Linked DNA regions of Mus musculus: region 1 is linked to region 2. A link is a contact called in public Hi-C data. All regions are on one chromosome and are shown on one strand. Each heading gives the region's core, a stretch centred on a gene start, on an enhancer-like site or on the middle of the called end of the contact. The rest is flanking DNA. Distances are from core to core; before and after follow the strand shown.

Region 1 (4,597 bases), core at 2,095-4,594, 140 kb before region 2:
AGTCCATGGCATCACATGCTGGAGCTGGCGGGAGCTGGTGGGAGCTGGCCACACTGGATCAACACCCATGAAGTACAGATCGATGCTGGCGCTCAGCCTGCCATCCCTACCCCATGTGTTTTTCTAGAGGCAGGGTCTCACTGTGTAGCCCCAGGTCGCCTCCCCACTGTGTAGACCCCAGCCTTGGCAGCTCGCCGTCTCCCCTAGCATGGCTGCCCTTTTGATTATTTTAACAAAATACCAGATTCAAACCACTTAAGGAAGGAAGGGTTTTATTTCTGCGCCCTGAGGGAACGGTGCGTCACAGTGGGAAGAATGGCTTTGGCCGTGGTGGCAGAAGCGTGAAGCCACTTGCTGCTTCTCGGCATCAGGAAGCAGAGCTGGAGCAGGGAGTGGGACGGGGCAGCAGCTCCTCAGCAATCGCCTCTGACCCGCGAGGCCCCATCTCCGCTGTGTGCCACACCCCGAACATCGATGCGTTAGGGACCACGTGTTCACACACAGGGACCTAAGCGGGGGGGGGGGGGGGAACTCCTCCCCCCAGCCACACGCCTTCCTAGCAGCCGGGACGGTGTTAAAGATGTTTCCAGATTCTGTAGAGAGTGGAGCGCAATCTTCTGGACGGGACACGGTGACACAGTGCAGTGCGTGACACAATGCAGACCAGACTGGACCCGACTGGACCTGGCCGGACAGAGCCGGTTTCGGAGACTAGCCACTGAGATTCTGCAGTTCTTGCCTTGACCTATGGGTGACTCGGGAGCAGCGAGGAACTGAAGTTCCCGCTAGTGGTTGTATGGGTGCCATTTTGGAAGGGGATTGGGCACCACTTTGGAAGTTGTTCTTTGACCCATAGTGGCGCCTTCAGATGATGCTACGTCATAGGACCTGGAGATTCTGCCTCCTGAGGGACCCTCGGGAGAACTACCTCTGATTTCCTGACTCATATTAGTAGGGAAGTAATAAAGAGTTATCATTTTATGTGCTGAGTTTTGGGGAACTCTATTATGTAGCATTAATTAATACAACATTTTCAATGGGACATGTCAAAGCTGAATTTCTAATCTTCACTTTGCAAACAAAACCCTCCCTGTTCAGGAAACAACCGTATCAGTCTTTTAATATTTTTAATCTCAGGCTAAGACCTTGAAATCATTCTCAGAGCCTATCTTGCTTTCACAACACAAAATATGTCATAAACTCAATTGCCATGGTTCTAATTTAAAAGTGTATTTAAAATTCAATCGCGTCTTCCTATATTTTTAGTTGCCACCACCATCCTGGTCCACCCAGTATCCTTTACTCAGGATGTTATATCAGGTCTCTACCCAATCTTCCTTCCTTAGTGGCTCTCCTGAGAGTCAGTTCCAAGTGCAGCATCTGGCAGCATCCTTTTAAAAACATTGACAGGGGTGAGGTTGGGAGGTGGTGTCATTGGCAGTGTTTGCTAGGTAAGCATGAAGACCTGAGTTCAGATTCCCAGCACCCATGGACAAATGGACTGTGGTGACACATGTTTGCATTTTAGCCTTGGGGAGGCAGAGAGAGAGAGAGAGAGAGAGAGAGAGAGAGAGAGAGAGAGAGACCCAGACCTGGATAGCCAATCTAACTAAATAGACAAAGCTCTGGGTTTGGTAGGAGACCTCCTCTCAAAGAATAAATGGTGACTAGAGATTGAAGAAAACACTTTGGCCTTCACATGCAAGTACACACATGTGCATGCACACCTTTATGCACATGTGCACACACACACACCCACACCCACACACACACAGAGAAAGAGAGAGAGAGAGAGAGAGAGAGAGAGCATCATAAAGCAGAGAATGTCTGCCCCATTGTAGTTACTCTTCTTCAGATCTGTCCTCTCCCTCCACTTCTTGGATCTTTGGTCAGATGCCACTTCTTGGTGAAGCTTTTTGTGCTCCGGGACAGTCTTCAGTGTTTATTTAATTTACAAATTTATGTCCTTTCTTATTTTCGGAACGTCAGTGTCTTAGGGTTATTATTGCTGTGATGGAACACAATGCCCAAATACATCTTGGGGAGGAAAGGGTTTATTTGGCTTACATTTCCATTTAACAGTTCATCACAGAAGAAGTCAGGACAGGAACTCAAGCAGGGTGAGAATCTGGAGGCAGGAGCACGGAGGGGCGCTGCCGACTGGCTTGCTTCCTGTGGCTTGCTCAGACAGCTTTCTTATAGAACCCACACCACCAAACCAGGGTGGCACCACCCCTAATGGCCTGGGCTTTTCCACACCAGTAACTAGCTAAGAAAATACCCTACAGGCTTACCTGCAACCCAATCTTACAGAGGTGGCTTTTTTTTTGGGGGGGGGGTCTCTCCTCTCAGATGACTAGCTTGTGTCATAAACCTAGCAAGTACAAACAAATCTCTTTCTTTGTTTGTTTCTTCTTCCTTCCTTTCTTCCCTTCTCTTCCCCCCTCCTTCTTTCTTTAAGACAGGGCTTCTCCATGTAGCTCTGGCTGTCCTGAAACTCAATCTGTAGACCAGGCTAGCCTTGAATTCACAGAGATCCACCTGCCCTTGCCTCCTGAGTGCTAGAATTCAAGGTGTGCACTACCACTGCCTGGCTACGAACAACTTTAACAAGGCAAGGTTGTTGTCTAGTCTATATGCTGTTGGGTCCCCAGTACCTTTCTTCCTGGCTCTCTGAGTCCGTTCAATTATTTGTGTGTGTGTGTGTGTGTGTGTGTGTGTGGTGTCAGAGGACAACTTTTGGGACTCGGGTCTCTCCTCCATTATGGCTTTTGCAGATGGAACTCAGGTCATTAGCTTTGCAGAGCAAACACTTTTTCTTTTCCAAGCCACACCACTGGCCCCATTTCTGTTTCGTTAAGAACTGTGGTGCTCAGCGTATATCAGAACCACCTGGGACCAGGCTGCAATCCAAATGTCCGGGACACCCAGCCCAATCCTGGACTCCCAGCTGGTGTCTGAAGGAAACCAGGAGGTAGGAGGAGGTTCTCCTGTGAATCTCCATTGCATGTGTCTCCTAATCGCTCTGTAAAATTTGCTATTTCTGCTTTAACAGAGGCAAGAAAAATAGCAAAGTATACTGAAATTGGTTTGTATTAAAAAACCCTCCTCTGTACTTAGGGTAATAAATTATAGACAGAGGATTCGATATAGGCTATAAATTGAATATTTCAGTGTGAGTAGAGCTGTAGTGAGTGCTCCTTTGGGGATTAGAGTTTATTTCCTAAGCTTTTGTTCACTATGTCATGAGTCTTTTCAATAAAACAGTTTCTCTGGCTGACAGCTAGATGAACCTTGTACTGAAGGAGGGTTATGGGGTGTGGTTAACGAAGAAAGCAACTCTGGGAAGATGGTTAATGGTCAAATATTTACTACGGTCTCCTAACAGGCCTGTGTAAATTCAGACTCCCCAGAGAGAAAGCCAAAAGGTCCAGGCAAACCCATTCCTTTGATGATGAACCTACCCTGGTGGGTAACAGCGTTCATTCCTGGGAGAAGTCTAATTGCCCTTTTAAAAAAAGACATCTTTTGTGGGGGCTGGAGATGGCTCCACAGTTTACAGTATCTATTGCTCTGGGAGAGGACTTGTGCTTAATTCTCTGCACCTACATGGTGGCTTACAACCATCTGTGGGTCCGGTTCTCAGTAATCTAACACTCTCCTCTGGCCTCTTTGGGCACGAGGCACACACATGATTGATACATATACATGCATGCAGACAAAACAGTCATACCTGTGTGTGTGCCTGGGGCCTATTGTGAGTCACAGTGTGGGTGCAGGGAATCGATTGCAGGTCCTCTAGCAGCCAGTGTTCTCAACCACTGAGCCATTACTCCAGCACCTCCCTGAGCCCTATTGCTTCTTAAGGTACCAGCCATCAATGGAGTTACTATGGCAACCATCACCAGCTTTGTTGTTGGTTTTTTGAGACCAGGTCTCAGCTGTGAGGGTGACTTTGAACTCCTGATCTTCACACCTTCATGCCACAAGTTGCTGGGATTCTAGGTATGTGCCATCAGTCCTGGGTTTCCTCAAGGACAGACATTGCAAGCCCAGCAAACCATCCCATGTGGTGACCAGCCAGGTGAGGCTGCCAAGTGCTTGAAACAAGACTCAATTTGCTATGCGTGCAAACGTGCCTAGGAAGGCGAAGCCTTAGAACAGAGAAACGAACAATACAGTAACGTTACTGTTTTAAAAGGAAGGGTTTCATGTATTCCAGGCTGGCCTCCAACTTGCTGTCTGGCTGCGGATGACCTTGAACCCCTGAGCCTCCTATCTGTCTCTTCCTGCTGGGTGCTGGGATTCCAGGTCTGTGCCACTAAGCTGGGTATGTATTCTCCTGGGGATGGGGTCAGGTCTCCTGAATGTTAGACCTCATCAAAATGTTTTTCATATTGATTCAATGTTGAATTAATATTTTGTGTTGATGAAATAGACGTTTACATTTCACTCCCGTCTGTTGTGAATTTCATTCTATAAAACACACACGACTTTCACTGTTTCGTTCACCTGGAGCCATGCTAGAGAAGGGTCAACTTGTAGTCATCTTCGGAGAGATTACTTTGCTGTTGCAAAAATGCCATGACCGGGTGAC
Region 2 (4,598 bases), core at 1,147-3,646:
AACTAGGTTCTAAGGTTCTTAGCACGGAGTTTCTCTGATGACTATTTAATGCTGATTCTGTACTCAGAAAACATTTTTTTTAAAATCTCCCTCTGCATATGTGTGTGTATATGTGTATGGTGTGAGTGTGAGTATGTGTGTGTGGTGTGAGTGTGTATGTGTGTGAGTGTGTATGTGTGTGAGTGTGTATATGTGAGTGTGTGGTGTGAGTGTGAGTATGTGTGTGTAAGTGTGGGTATGTGAATGTGTGTGTGAGAGTGTGTATGTGAGTGTGTGTATGTATGTGGTGTGTGTGGTGTGAGTGTGTATGTGTGTGTGCATGTGTGTGTATGTGTATGAGTGTGTGGTGTGTGTGTGGTATGAGTGTGTGTGTATAAATGCACATATGTACATGTGTGTGTGTAGGGTGCGCATCTATCTGCCGTGGAACGCACGTGGAGAACGACACTGGGTGTTAGTGGTGGCCTTCCACATTGTCTGAGACAGGGTTTCCCCACTGTCTGCTTCGGGCTCACTGGGTTTGATGATGTTTGAGCAGCTGCAGATTCTCCTCTCTGTACCTCCCATCTCCTCCTAGGAACGCTGGGATCGGAGGTGTGAGCTGCTGTGTCCTGTGAGTCCTGGAGATCTGAATCCTGGTCCCCAGGCTTGTGTGACAAATGCTTTCCCTTTGATCTATCTCCCTACACCTCCCCGAGCCCCAGGTCAATCATTACCATACAATGAATGATGGAAAAGACAGCCAATCACAGGGCTAGAAGTATGTCTCTAGGAGACAGCCCTTGACCATTCTTGGCAGGTTTTCTTGGTAAGTTCTGGACCATGAATTTGGTATTTTCTAGTATACCAGCCACTCTGGGACCCAAGAGTCCCTTGACATCTCAGAGTGTGTGCTGGGATGCTTTCTTTGAGGGAGAGATTGATTGGTGACTCACGGGTTCTACACAACAGAGGGAAGCTCAGTGTGTGAGCAGGACTGGTGGAGTCTATGGTGGCATAGATCGTGTGTGGGAGAGCACGGCTCAAGTGTATCCTCCATTTTAGCCCCAACCACTGAGTGGACATTATCCCAGTCATGGGTTTCCATAAATGACTTCCTCAATTTCAAATATTCCCTGTGACACACTGTACTCCACATGTCCTCCATAGAACCTCAACTTTGCAATCTCCTCAGAGCGCCTCTCTCAGATCCTGCCATGGCTGGGTCCTCGTCATCTGTGTGCTACTCAGATGTCCCCTCTCAGAGTGAACCTCATGGATGATGACCCTTTCCGAAGCTCTGGGAGACAATCTTATCGCTGAGGTCAAATGCCAGGGCTCTCTATCCCAGTTGGAACTCTTGCCTCAAGTCTCCGGGTCTGTTTCCTGGGGAGTGCAGTTGTAGCTTAGAGATTTTTTTTTTGTACAGCTTATGGGACACATGTGCCCTAGGAGGACTATAGATGTGCCCAGTACAATATTGTAAAGTTGTTTAAAACTTATGGAAGTTCTGGGGAGGTTTTTGTTGTATAATTTGCACAGTTGGTGAGGCTGAACTTGTAGATGACAACACTGGCCAGCGATGCTGAAAAGCTGGGTTTGGCCTCATGTTACTTAAGTGTTGTAATCAATGCAAAGTACTGGACATTCCTGGCCCGTAGTAAGCACCAAATAAACAAAGCTATCGATTCTCATTCTTTGTGCTATAAATTGTACAAGGGAACTTTTTTATTTGGCCATCCTGTAGTGCCTAGAATGTGAAAAATGTTCGGGAAATGTCAGGTACATAAATGAATGGATGATCGCCCAGAGCTGAAGCCTTCTGACCCCTGCGACTGGTCAGATCTCAGCCCTTGCAGCCTGCACCCTGCAGCTCTTCCTTTCTGTCCTCAGGAGAACTGCGACTGTTCCTGTCTAGGCTGCCAACTGTGGTGTCCCAAGGAGGTTCGGGATTCATCTGCTGCCACCCATTGGACCCCCTGCAGACCCTACCATGACTGGAAGCCCTGAGCAGCAACAGCAATGCCACTGAGGGACACTTTGGGGAATTCTGGGTGGTGTCTGCTCTGTGAGTTCTAGAAAAACTGGAGATTTGTGGAAAGCCTCGGGGGCTGAATCATAAGGCTCTATACCCCAGAAGTGAGTGTGTATGTGAGTGTGCCTGTGTGTGTGCTCCTGGGCCTGTGTGTACATATGCATGTGTGGCAGAGGGTGTCTCTCTCAGCTGTTCTGTTTTCGTTTTTGAAACAGGGTATCTCACTGAACTGGAAGCTCACCAGTTCAGCTGGCCTGCAAGCCCTGGGATCAATGATTTTTTTTATGGCTTTAAATGTGGGTGTTTGGGCTCTGTTCAGGTTCTCACACTTGCATGGCAAACTCTTTCCTCACTGCGTCATCTCCCAGCTCCCAAAGGGATGGTTCTGAGACAGGCTTGTCTTTCTCCACCCTCTGAACTTTACACATCCTTCAAGGCCTTGATTACATCCCTGCCCCTCTCTTGTTGGTACCCAACCTCTCTGCCTGGGTTAACTGTTTACTCTTCTCTGAACCCTGGTTAGCCTCTTCCTGTCTTCTGGTTGGCTTAGTCATTTGGCCATTGGTTTACAAGCACTGGCTGGGCTTGACTTCTCAGGTCCTGTGCTCTTTAAAAAACAAGACCAAAGACACAAGGTGAGAGTCCCTGTCACCAGGCATCCTTCACTCCTGGCAGACCTCTCACAGCTGGACCTCTCATTGTCCCCGCAATGCTTCAGAGGGGTTCCCCAAGCCCCACCCCCAAAACAAGCTCTCCACTTGGCAGAACAGAAGTCTGGTCAACTGAATGCATGCATACTTTGCTTCAGCACAAAGACGACCTGTGCAAACACAGTGTTTGTGATTGATGCTTCCCCCTTGCTCAGTGAAGAGCGTGTGTGTAAGAAAATCTACACTGCTTCCGCAGGCCTTGGGTGGGAGTTACTCCAACATCCTCCTTAGGGAAAACCCACACATGTTGTGAAGATCTGTAGTCTCACTGCTGGGCACATGGCTGCTAGACTCAAGGCTGTCATTCTGACGTCAAAGCGGCTCTTCAAAAGTCTGACTGACTCAAACATCTTTAATGTGAAAATGCTTCTGGGTTGAGAGAGGGGAGACAGGCTTGCTGCCTCTTCCTGAACCACCAACACCTTCATTTAGAGTGTGTCATGACCCTTCTACCGCAGTCTTGGGCACAGACAGGCTGCTATCTGTGGTCATCAGAGTCCAGAGAGGTCCTTACCTTTGTCTGTGAGCTCTCTATGGCTCACACATATTTAAAAGGACTCAACACTGTCACTCCCCACTTTTCCAGGTGAAGGTGACCATTTTAATCCTTATTTTTGATTCTTTGGGAACCAGGGAATAAGATGAGTAGGATTGCTTCCTCCACCCCCACCCCAACATCTTTTGTCCCAAACCAGGGAATTCAGTGTGGCTGAAACCTTTTCAGCCCTGGTGCTTAGGATTTTTCATGCTGGGAAATTAGCCTGGAAAATGAGACATCACTGCATTTGGGAATATCAGTGGCCTTTTCTTGGACCATTGCTTTCCGCTAAACAGCGCCCTGCTTTCTGCCACTGTTATTAACCAAATAACGAGCCTCTGTTCTCAGGGGTATTTGCTTCCTGAGAGGCACCAACTTGAAGCCTTGAAGCCGACACTGAGCCCATACATGAGGTTTTAATGGGGAAGTACTGGAGACAGCTTATTGAAATGAGGTGTTATTTGGAAAAAAAAAAAAAAAAAAAAAAGAACAATTTAGTTGCAACGCTTGCACCCGGAGCCAGTTTTCCTCGAATCTCACATCAAGACAACCCAGGGCCGGGAAGGTGGCTCAGTTGGCAAAGCAGTTGCCATGCTAGCACAGGGACCTCCATTGGATTCTCAGAGCCCATCTGAGAATGGCAAGTGTGGTGGTTTGCTTGTGATCCCAGCCCTGAGGGATGGAGACCGCAGGATCGGTGGAGCCTCTCTAGTCAGCAAGTCTAATCTAACTGATGAGCTTCCAGCCAATGAGAGGCCTTTTCTCAAGGAAAGTAGATGGATGGTGTCTCTGAGGATGACACCGAAGGCTGTTGTCCAGTCTTTACAAGCACATATGTGCAGGTGCACACCATGCACACACACATGTTCACATTAAGAAGATAAAGTACAAGAATTCGGATCAGCAAGCTTTTTCTGTTGAGACTTAGACAGAAAACTGTTTTTTTTTCCCCTGTGGGGACCAAATGGCTCGTTAGCCTGGTGTTCACAACTGGAACGTCAGCATCCGAGAGTTAGCAGGCATGGCTTTGTGTTGCCACAGAGTCGGGGAGGAACATTCGAGGTGGAGTTTAGTTTTCTTATCTTGTGGAATATTTAATTTGGGCTTTTAAAAAGGCACCTTTGGATATGAGGGTACCTTTATGCAATGAACACTCTATACATAGGCTATCATCTATGTTCTGTTAACTCCTGCAACAGAGACAGGATTAGAGCTGGCTTTGGGGTCAAAGACACTTGTTAGTGCATGGCTCTTGTCAAGATGGGCAACTTTCTGTGTCTCCATGTGTGAAGCAGGATCAACACAGCGTCTTCATCATGTTTACTGAGGACGATGG

The links. Hi-C and Micro-C count contacts between places; a contact is called where the count stands out from the background.
Region 1: a Hi-C map of liver shows a contact between it and region 2, with 2.4 times the contacts expected there. The contact joins two enhancer-like sites. A contact is called at or near these places in 11 of 484 Hi-C or Micro-C datasets (cerebellum, embryonic stem cells, liver and 2 more) and 1 of 9 other capture datasets (embryonic stem cells).

Annotation. Positions count from the first base shown.
Region 1 is chr2:170,090,513-170,095,109 of GRCm38.p6, reverse strand. No RefSeq gene overlaps it. Among named protein-coding and RNA genes, the nearest start is that of A630075F10Rik, 22 kb to the right of the region's middle. Within about 2 kb of position 3,344, at least 12 of the 459 cell types and tissues checked have an H3K27ac peak or open chromatin away from gene starts, as enhancers often do. A contact at or near this core is called in liver, where this site is marked.
Region 2 is chr2:169,945,364-169,949,961 of GRCm38.p6, reverse strand. It overlaps a transcript of Tshz2 not described here. Among named protein-coding and RNA genes, the nearest start is that of AY702102, 16 kb to the left of the region's middle. Within about 2 kb of position 2,396, at least 9 of the 459 cell types and tissues checked have an H3K27ac peak or open chromatin away from gene starts, as enhancers often do. A contact at or near this core is called in liver, where this site is marked.